Regions from separate parts of the Gossypium hirsutum genome. Here region 2 is linked to region 1. The links are chromatin contacts, called in public Hi-C maps. All regions are on one chromosome and are shown on one strand. The core of a region is the stretch at or near the end of the contact, and the rest is flanking DNA. Distances in the headings are between cores, read along the strand shown. Region 1 holds the start of LOC107897858. Region 2 holds the start of LOC107897862.

Region 1 (4,050 bases), core at 1,017-3,516:
TGTCGCAATCCACATGTGGGACAAAATTGATCAAAAATGGATCCATTCCAAAGGACCTGCATAGATGATGAAGTCACACAAGACATTATTAAATGGATAATGACAGATGGAAAACCTACATCCACCATAGTGTCTTCCAAGAAATCCCAACGAACTCTGTAATATGCTTTCTCTGAATCAACTTTCAATGCCATCTAACATTTCTGCCCTTTTTTGGATCTCATAATGTGAATAGCCTATTGAGTAATGATTATGTTATCTGCAATGTTCCTTTCTGCAATAAAACTAGTTAGGTTTGGACTGAGAACAGTAGACATGATCGGTCTAAGGCGGAGAACAATAGTCTTCGTTATAATTTTGTACAACACCGTACATAAACTTATCAGGTGGAATTGAGATATGTATTCAATATTTTGGATTTTCGGGGTCAACACAAGTAACGTCTTATTAATGTTCAGATCAAGACATTGTCCTAGAAAAACCTTCTAAATCAGATCACACACAGAATCGTCTACTGTGTCCCATTGGGATTGGTAGAACTTTGCATGAAACCCATCAATTCCAAGAGCATTCAAAGGTGCCATACTAAAAATCGCCTTGTGAATTTCTTCACGAGACACATTCATTGATAAAAGTTCTCGGTCATCCAAAGAAATAGAAAGAAACATATCGTAACAAGGAAAGGATCCTGCATTCCTAGAACTAGCCGTATAAATGTCTTAAAAAAACTCACAGCATGTTGTTTTATTTTGTCATCATCAAAACACCAACCTTCATCTCCTATTATTAGCCCCTCAATTCTATTGGCTTTTCTTCGACCTCTCGTACGGCTGTGAAAATACTTGGTGTTTCTATCACCATTTGTCAACCAAACCGATCTAAATTTCTGAAACCAAAGGACTTCTTCATGTTTAAGTACAATATCAATTTCCTTCCAAATTTCAGTTTCTCTTGAGCACAACTGTAGGGAAGATCGAAACTCTAAGATTCTCTGTATATGCTCCAGTTCCCTAATTAGTTCCTTCTTCCTAACAACAATATTCCCATAGACATTTTTATTCCAATCTTGTAGCACGGACTTCAAGAACTCCAAGTTCGAACCCACCTCAATATTTGGATTCTAATATTCCTAAATAAGATCCCTGAATTTTCAATGAAGTAACCAGCTAGCTAAGAAACAAAAGGGTCATCGATTAACATTGGGACAACTAAGGCTACGCGCAATCAAAATCGGCCGATGATCCAATTTTAACCTATGTAAATGTCTTATAAAATGGTTCGATGCAGCTACCTCCCACAAAAAATTACAAATAGTACGATCAAGTATTTGAAAAGCATCCCTCGGTTCTAAGTAAAATGTGGCCCTAAAAATCCCATATCCTTGTGTCCAAATTTAAAGATGAAGCTTTTAAACAAATCCCAACTAAAGCCCTCTCTACTTGCCCTATCTTGTCTCTCCGGACCATCTAAAATGAACTTAAAATCACCTACTAGAATCCATGGTTCACAGACATTAGAAGCAAAATCATCTAGCGCTCTCCACAAATCACGCCTTTTCTGTAACTAGGAACTTGCATAAACAACAAAACAAAGAAAGGCTGAAGAACCCTGTGTAATCCTCATATGGACGACCTAATGGTGAACCTGAATGAGATCAACATTAATACAATCATTCCAAAGGAGACAAATTCCCCCGAGAACTCCAAGGCTTCCAATCTGAAAGAGTTTTGAAATCCTAACCTACCAAGAATTCTATCAGCTCTACACCCACTGATACGCGTTTCAAACAGACAATAAATTTGGAGAGAATTATCTATTATACTACCTTACGAAAATATGAAATCTAGGATGGCAAACACCTTGGAAGTTCCAGAAACACATTTTAATCTTCATAAAAAAAAATTAAGGTTAAAGAACAGACCCAAAAAAAAATCAGGTTAGCAATTTGCCTGAGAAGCACCTGCTACCTCCACATCAACTCCTTCCTTTGCCATAGAAAGCCCACCTGATGAACACCCCAGCCTAATTTCCTGATCAATAACCCCAACAATCCCCTTTATTGCCTCTCCAATTTCAACCAAATTCTAACTTGGATGTCCAATCACAATCTTCGGAGGTTGAACCCTTTCAAAATTCCCCATCTCCATCGGCCTTTGACCAGAAACTTCACCATTCAAAATCGCACTGCCATTCTCACAAATACTGCTCAACTGCTTTTCTCCATGCCTCGTGTATGTTTTTTCAGCTGAAGCTGCTGGATAGCTTTATTTTTCTTTTTATCTAAACCTCTAGAAATTTGTACTAAACTAAAAGAAAAAAGGATCCACAACACCTGCCCCAGCTCTATGGCCCATGATCGACCCATCATTGAAAACTAAAGGCTTCCGTTCATTACCACTATTCACAGGCTTGAGAACATTAGAACTCCCTTTAGGCACAGAACCTGTAACACCCCTAACCCGTATCTATCGTCAAAATAGTGTTATGGAACATTACCGAAAACTTTTAACATAAAAACATCCGTTCTTAAACATTTCATAAGTCATATCATAGTCCATGCACACACTTGCATAACGTCCCATTTTCGAGCCCCCGAGGCCTTAGAAATACTTTAGAAATGATTCGGGACTAAATCAAAAATATTTAGAACTTCATGGAAAAAGATAGAAAAATTCATACTACAGGGGTCACACAGCCGTATGGTCAAGCCGTGTGACTCACACGGCTGAGACACACGCCCGTATCTCAGGCTGTGTAGGCATCCGAAGTTGGAATACATGGCCGTGTCCTTGACCGTATAACTCTTTGACTTGGTTCACACGTCCAAGCCACACGCCCTTGTGTTAGGCCGTGTAACTCTCGAAATGCAACCTAAAAAAAACTTACACGTGACCGTGTGTCATACACAGCTGAGACGCATGCCCGTGTCTTAGGCCGTGTGGAGGGGAAATAGGTCATTTTCAAGTCATTTCCTTCAACCTAATCATGCTCACACATACAAACCGTTTGTACATATTTCAAGCATTCAAAAATGTACCTAAAACATGCATAATGGAGTTAAATCAATATGGTATCTATCCATACAACCAATATGTCCAAAGGCACCTCAATCACAAACACCAAACATGCTTACACATTGCATAATTTTAGCCATTAACCAACCATACATTTCTCATGTAATTTTCTAACAAAACTTACCACCATGACCACATGCCAAAGTCATATACAAACATACCAAAATGGTCACTGAAACATACATCATGTAACAGCCCGATTTCGACTCTAATCGAACATAGTGGTTTTGGGACTACAAGTCTGAGTCAAAAAAAATATTTTAATATTATTTTCTGTGTTTATTATGTGTGAATTTACTAGTGTGAAAATTTTGTGCTTTAATTTCGTCGTTTGAGTGTCAGATTAAATAAAAGGATTAAATCGCGTAAAATAAAAATTTAATGGTTATTTTTAAAAGGGCTGAATAGTGGTTATTCTTTTAATATGGAGGTTTTATTTTGCAATTTGACCATTAAAAAGATAGTGGACGGCATTATGTGTATAATATATAGTTTTTATATTATTTATAAAGGTTATAATATATATTATATTATAATATTATAATTAAACAAATAAAAGCCACTATCATCTTTTATTTCATTATCATCTTACCGAAACTAAGAAAAGAAAAGAAAAGAAGAACAACCAAGCTATTCGGCCATCTTTGAAGCTTGATTTAAGATCAAGAATTAAAGAAATCGGACTTGGATCGGGGGAAGACTAAAGCCGTTGACTAATCGTTCCGTTTCGATTATCGTTGTCCAAGGTAAGTTTATAAGCAAATAGACGTTGTAAATTTTAGATAAATATTAATTATATATGCTGAAATGAAATATGAAAAATATATATATGTGGTAGCCGAATGTGTATATGTTTGAGAAGCAGGGATAGATGTGAAGGTGATTTGTTGATATTTAGCACTGAGTGTGCGAGTATGAAATAGCTACGGCTATATGATTAGCACTAAATGTGCGAATTAAATGATGAGGTTGAATA
Region 2 (4,715 bases), core at 1,617-4,116, 330 kb after region 1:
TTCTCCTCATACGGCTCGAGAAAAAAAGATCAATTAAAAGTTATGTCTATGTATGAAATTATAATGTATGAAATTAAAATATAAAAAAGATCCATATTTCAACAAATCAATTAGGCATTTAACCCCTAGAAATGTATAATAAATTTTTTCCTCATACAACTTGAGAAAAAAAAGATTAATTAAAAGTTATGTCTATGTATGAAATTATAATGTATGGAATTAGAATATAAAAAATCCATAAATCAACAAATCAATTAGCCTTTCAAGAAAAAATAAAACATTCGTACTCTTATAATACAAGTCAAATTACTCTCAAAATGTTCAAAACATGCTTGTATGTCAAAAAAGCCCTTAAGAAAATGCAAAAAAATCAATTAAGCTCCTGTATTAAATTCACACCCAATTTAGTCCTTGCAGTTAATTAACATAATCAATTAAGCCCCTTTGTTAACTGAATCCATGGTTGACCACATTGACTATTAAAATAAGCCCAATTGAACCCTTGCCATTAATTAAAATAATTAATCAAGCCTTTCGTTAACGGAATCCGTGGTTGACCACATTGACTGTTAAAATAAATTGACTGACTAATTAGATGGTGATACGTGGCAGCTTTTGGTTTAATATAATATTTTTTTTATAAAAAATAAAAAAAATCATACAAAATAGAAAAATTTATAAAAAAACTGGAAAATATTATTAAAAATTAGAAATATTAAAAAAATTAAAATTGATATAATCTTATAAAAATATAAAAAATATTAGAAAATAATATAAAAACCTTATAAATACTATAAAAAATATAAAAGATTTAATAAATTGTAATAAATTTAAAAATTAATGAAACATATTTAAAACATTTAAAATTTTATAAAAAACATATACAAATTCTTAAAAACTTATAACAAAATCATTAAAATATAAAAGTTATTAAAAATCATAAAAATAATTAAATATAAAAATGTTAAAATTGATATACACTTATAAAAATTATAAAAAAATCATAAAAAATATAAAATATAAAAAATATAAAAAATATAAAAATCTAATAATTTATTAAATCATTTATAAAATTAATAAAATATTTAAATTTTATAAAAACGTATAAAATTAGTAAAAATTATAAAAATATAAAAAATTCTAATAAATTTATAAAAAATATTAACAATTAAAAATTATAAAAAAACTATTTAAACCTCTAAAATCATAATGAGCGCATGGCATTAGACCAATCATTGGATAATGAGAATAATCATAAGATCGTTAGGGTCATTTTCATGTTGAATAAAATGTTTTCGAAATTCCACAAATAAAATGATAATTGTGAGATCTTTTCCATTTTATTTATTGATAAGTTAGTATTATTTTTTAAAAATTTTATCATCTCAAAATTTTTAAGTAAAGTAGTTTGGACCTTGAAAAAATGGAAATTATTTACTAAGTATTGTATGATATAAAATATTTTTGATACAATTACATACTATCAAATCAAAATTTTATTATCCAACTATTAGCATATGTTAATATGAAATATTTTGACCAAGATTTTCATAACTGGTCAAGTCATCGGTTTGCCAATTCGACTGATCCATTTAGTTCAATTAAATAAAACATTAAAAATAAAAAAATATAAAATTAAAAATCAGTTTAATCGCCTGATTCCTAGGTCAATTGGTCTAATGGCTTTCTCTGAACATCGGTAACTTTGCCGACTTGGATTTAATCGGTCCGACCGATTGATCTAATCCAATTCAAGTTTTTATGTTTTTAATATTTTATAAGTTTATATAAATTTTAATGTTTTAATTTTTTTATATATATTTTTATGATTTTTATAAGTTTTTAAGAATTTTTATATGTTTTATAAAATTTTAAATATTTGTATTAATTTTATAAAGTTTTTCATAATTTATTAGAATTTTATTTTTATAATATTTACAAGTTTTTATAAGTTTGTATCAATTTTAGTATTTTTATTTTTTAAAAATTATATAATATTTTATAATTTTTCTATTTTTAATCATTTTATGGGAAAATATAGATTAAACTAAAAGTTGCCATGTGTCATCATTTAATTGGTTTGTCAATTTATTTTAACAAGTAACATGGTCAACAACGGAAACCATTAACGAAGGGACTTAATTGATTTTTTTGTTAATAGCAAGAAATTAATTGGGTACGAATTTAATACTGTTGTTTAATTGATTTTTCACATTTGTTAAGGACCTTTTTGACATATAAACAAAAAAAAAACTTAGGTATTCTTTTATTGAGTGATAACTAATCCCTTTTAAAAGATTTTTATAGTAATTTTATGTAATACTTAAAATTCCTTAAAAATATAAAAAAATTCATAAAAATATAAAAATCCCTAATTTTTTTTTAAAATATCGTAAAATTATTTAAAAATTTCAAGATTTTTCAAAAAGCCTAGAATTCCAAATAAATGAATTTTTATAAAAATTATGAAACTTTTTATTGTTTTTTAAAGTTTGGCATACTTATAATTATAAAATATTTTTTTTATAATTTTCAAAAAATAGATTAGAATTTTTTTAATTTTTTAAAATAATTATTTTGGTTTTTTTATGATTTTATTTAAGTTTTTTTATATTTTTAAAATTTAAATTTTTTTACTTTTATTTAATGTGGCAATTGGTTGATTTAATTTTTTAACAGAAAATATATAGATGGGTAACGGGTATACATAATAAAAGTTTAGGGGCCATTTTGATAATCAAAATAGAGTATAGGGGCCAAACTGATAAAAATAACATAGATACCAAAGTGAAATTTTTACTTTAGCACAGGGGTCAAAAGAGGTATTAAATTATTTTAGAAATGATAGTTCGAATTTGATTATTCTATTCAGTTGCTAGCATGTTTTTGGGGTTTAAAAAGAAAAATAAAGTAGAAAAAACAAAGAAGGGAAATACCTTGAGGGAGGGAGTTGCAAATCGAAAACCAGCCAGGACAGACTCAGCTGAGAGTGGGTGGATCTGAAATTCTGGATGAAACTCGAAATTGGAATAGTGATTCCAGATTTTTCGGTTGCCCTTGCTAGTGAACTGTATAATAGTTGTTTATAACCAGATCAGATCAGATCAGATCGGGGGGAAATGCTGCGGCTGAGGGCATTTCGAGGCACCAATGATAAGATTGTGAAGTTAGCGGTGCATCCCACGCATCCATGGTTGGTAACTGCGGATGCCTCCGACCACGTCTCCGTTTGGAACTGGGAACATCGCCAGGTCATTTACGAGCTCAAGGCCGGTGGGATCGATCAGAGACGTCTTGTTGGTGTCAAATTGGAGAAGCTTGCTGAGGGCGAATCTGGTTCGTAATCTATTTCTATATCTAATATTCATCCTCACTTGTTTTGGAGTTGATTTCATTTGACTTGACAAATTTGCAGAGCCCAAAGGGAAACCTACAGAGGCCATCCGCGGAGGGAGGTGATTATTATCTAGTAGAGCTCTCTTTTTTCGTTTAACTTTCTTCAAATACAATTTAACAGTAAAATCTGAAATCTGGACCTTTTTCTTTCGATGAATTGTTAATAGTGTTAAGCAAGTGAGCTTTTTCGATGATGACGTGCGGTTTTGGCAACTTTGGCGTAATCGTTCTGCGGCCGCCGAAGCTCCCACTGCTGTCAATCATCTTACTTCGACTTTTGCCTCTCCTGCTCCATCAACTAAAGGACGACATTTTCTTGTCATCTGTTGTGAAAACAAAGCCATCTTTTTGGACTTGGTTACCATGCGTAGCCGTGATGTACCTAAACAAGAACTTGACAACAAGTCTCTTCTCTGGTGAGTTCTCTCTCGGTTAGCTCATATTTAAATCAGCAGCTCCATTGCCATATTTATTTACTTCACATATATATATTTACTATTATAGGGAAATAAACTTACCTCTACTTTATGTCACATTCATTTGCTAAGCCCGAATTCTAGAATTGAAGCTTCTTATTCTTTGTTTTCTGCTACCTTTTAAGTGTCAATGTTTTCATCTATTCATATACCCGGATACCTTGCAAAGCATTTTGATTTAATTTTGCTGCTGTCCATGTTTCCCATTTTTTGTGCTGCTACTGCCTTCGACTTTTGATCACTTTTTATTTTAGAGTTTATTCATTGAAAGCAATAATTTTGTTGCACGTATTCGAGGTTCTTTCATTGATGTGGCCTTCTTTGATTGAAGTGCCTCATGCCTAGTCTAGTGTTGCTATCAGTTAAGTGATAGTCTTTTGTGCCCTAGAAAGGCAAAGGGCATATAAGGTGTGCTTCACCCTGTTGGCTTTTAGTCTCTTTTATTAGCTATATTTTAGTGACGAGAAAAGCTAAGCATAAATTGCATGTGGCAAGTTGACCCTGATTTCCTCTTCCTCTAACTTCTAATGCGTGCCCTAGGATCTAATTAGGTTTTGATGCCAAAATTGATTTCGTATGGGAAAACAGCAGTAAATCAATAAAATTAGGTAGTGTTTGGTGCTTTTCCATGTTATGATTCCGATGGAATGCTATTCTTTGGAATGTAACTGTTGTGAAAGTTACTTTACAACTTTAGCATACATTGGAAGGTATTGATTAAAATCCCAAGAAAATTACATTATCACATTTGATTCACTAAGTATTCTCCTAAGAATGTAATGATAATTTAAGAATTTACCCTTGTTAAATAAAAAATAATATTCATGTATTTAATTTTTATAA

The links. A called contact is a pair of places that touch in the nucleus more often than the background predicts.
Region 2: a Hi-C map of leaf shows a contact between it and region 1, with 2.3 times the contacts expected there. The contact joins the promoter of LOC107897862 here to the promoter of LOC107897858 in region 1. A contact is called at or near these places in 5 of 34 Hi-C or Micro-C datasets (callus, leaf and petal).

What each region holds. Positions count from the first base shown.
Region 1 is chrD08:16,259,257-16,263,306 of Gossypium_hirsutum_v2.1, forward strand. It overlaps LOC107897858, which reads right to left and starts at 2,267. Exons shown (of 3, transcript XM_041099937.1): 1 at 1,922-2,267.
Region 2 is chrD08:16,591,154-16,595,868 of Gossypium_hirsutum_v2.1, forward strand. It overlaps LOC107897862, which reads left to right and starts at 2,867. Exons shown (of 20, transcript XM_016823445.2): 1 at 2,867-3,336; 2 at 3,416-3,455; 3 at 3,564-3,812. The coding sequence starts at 3,120.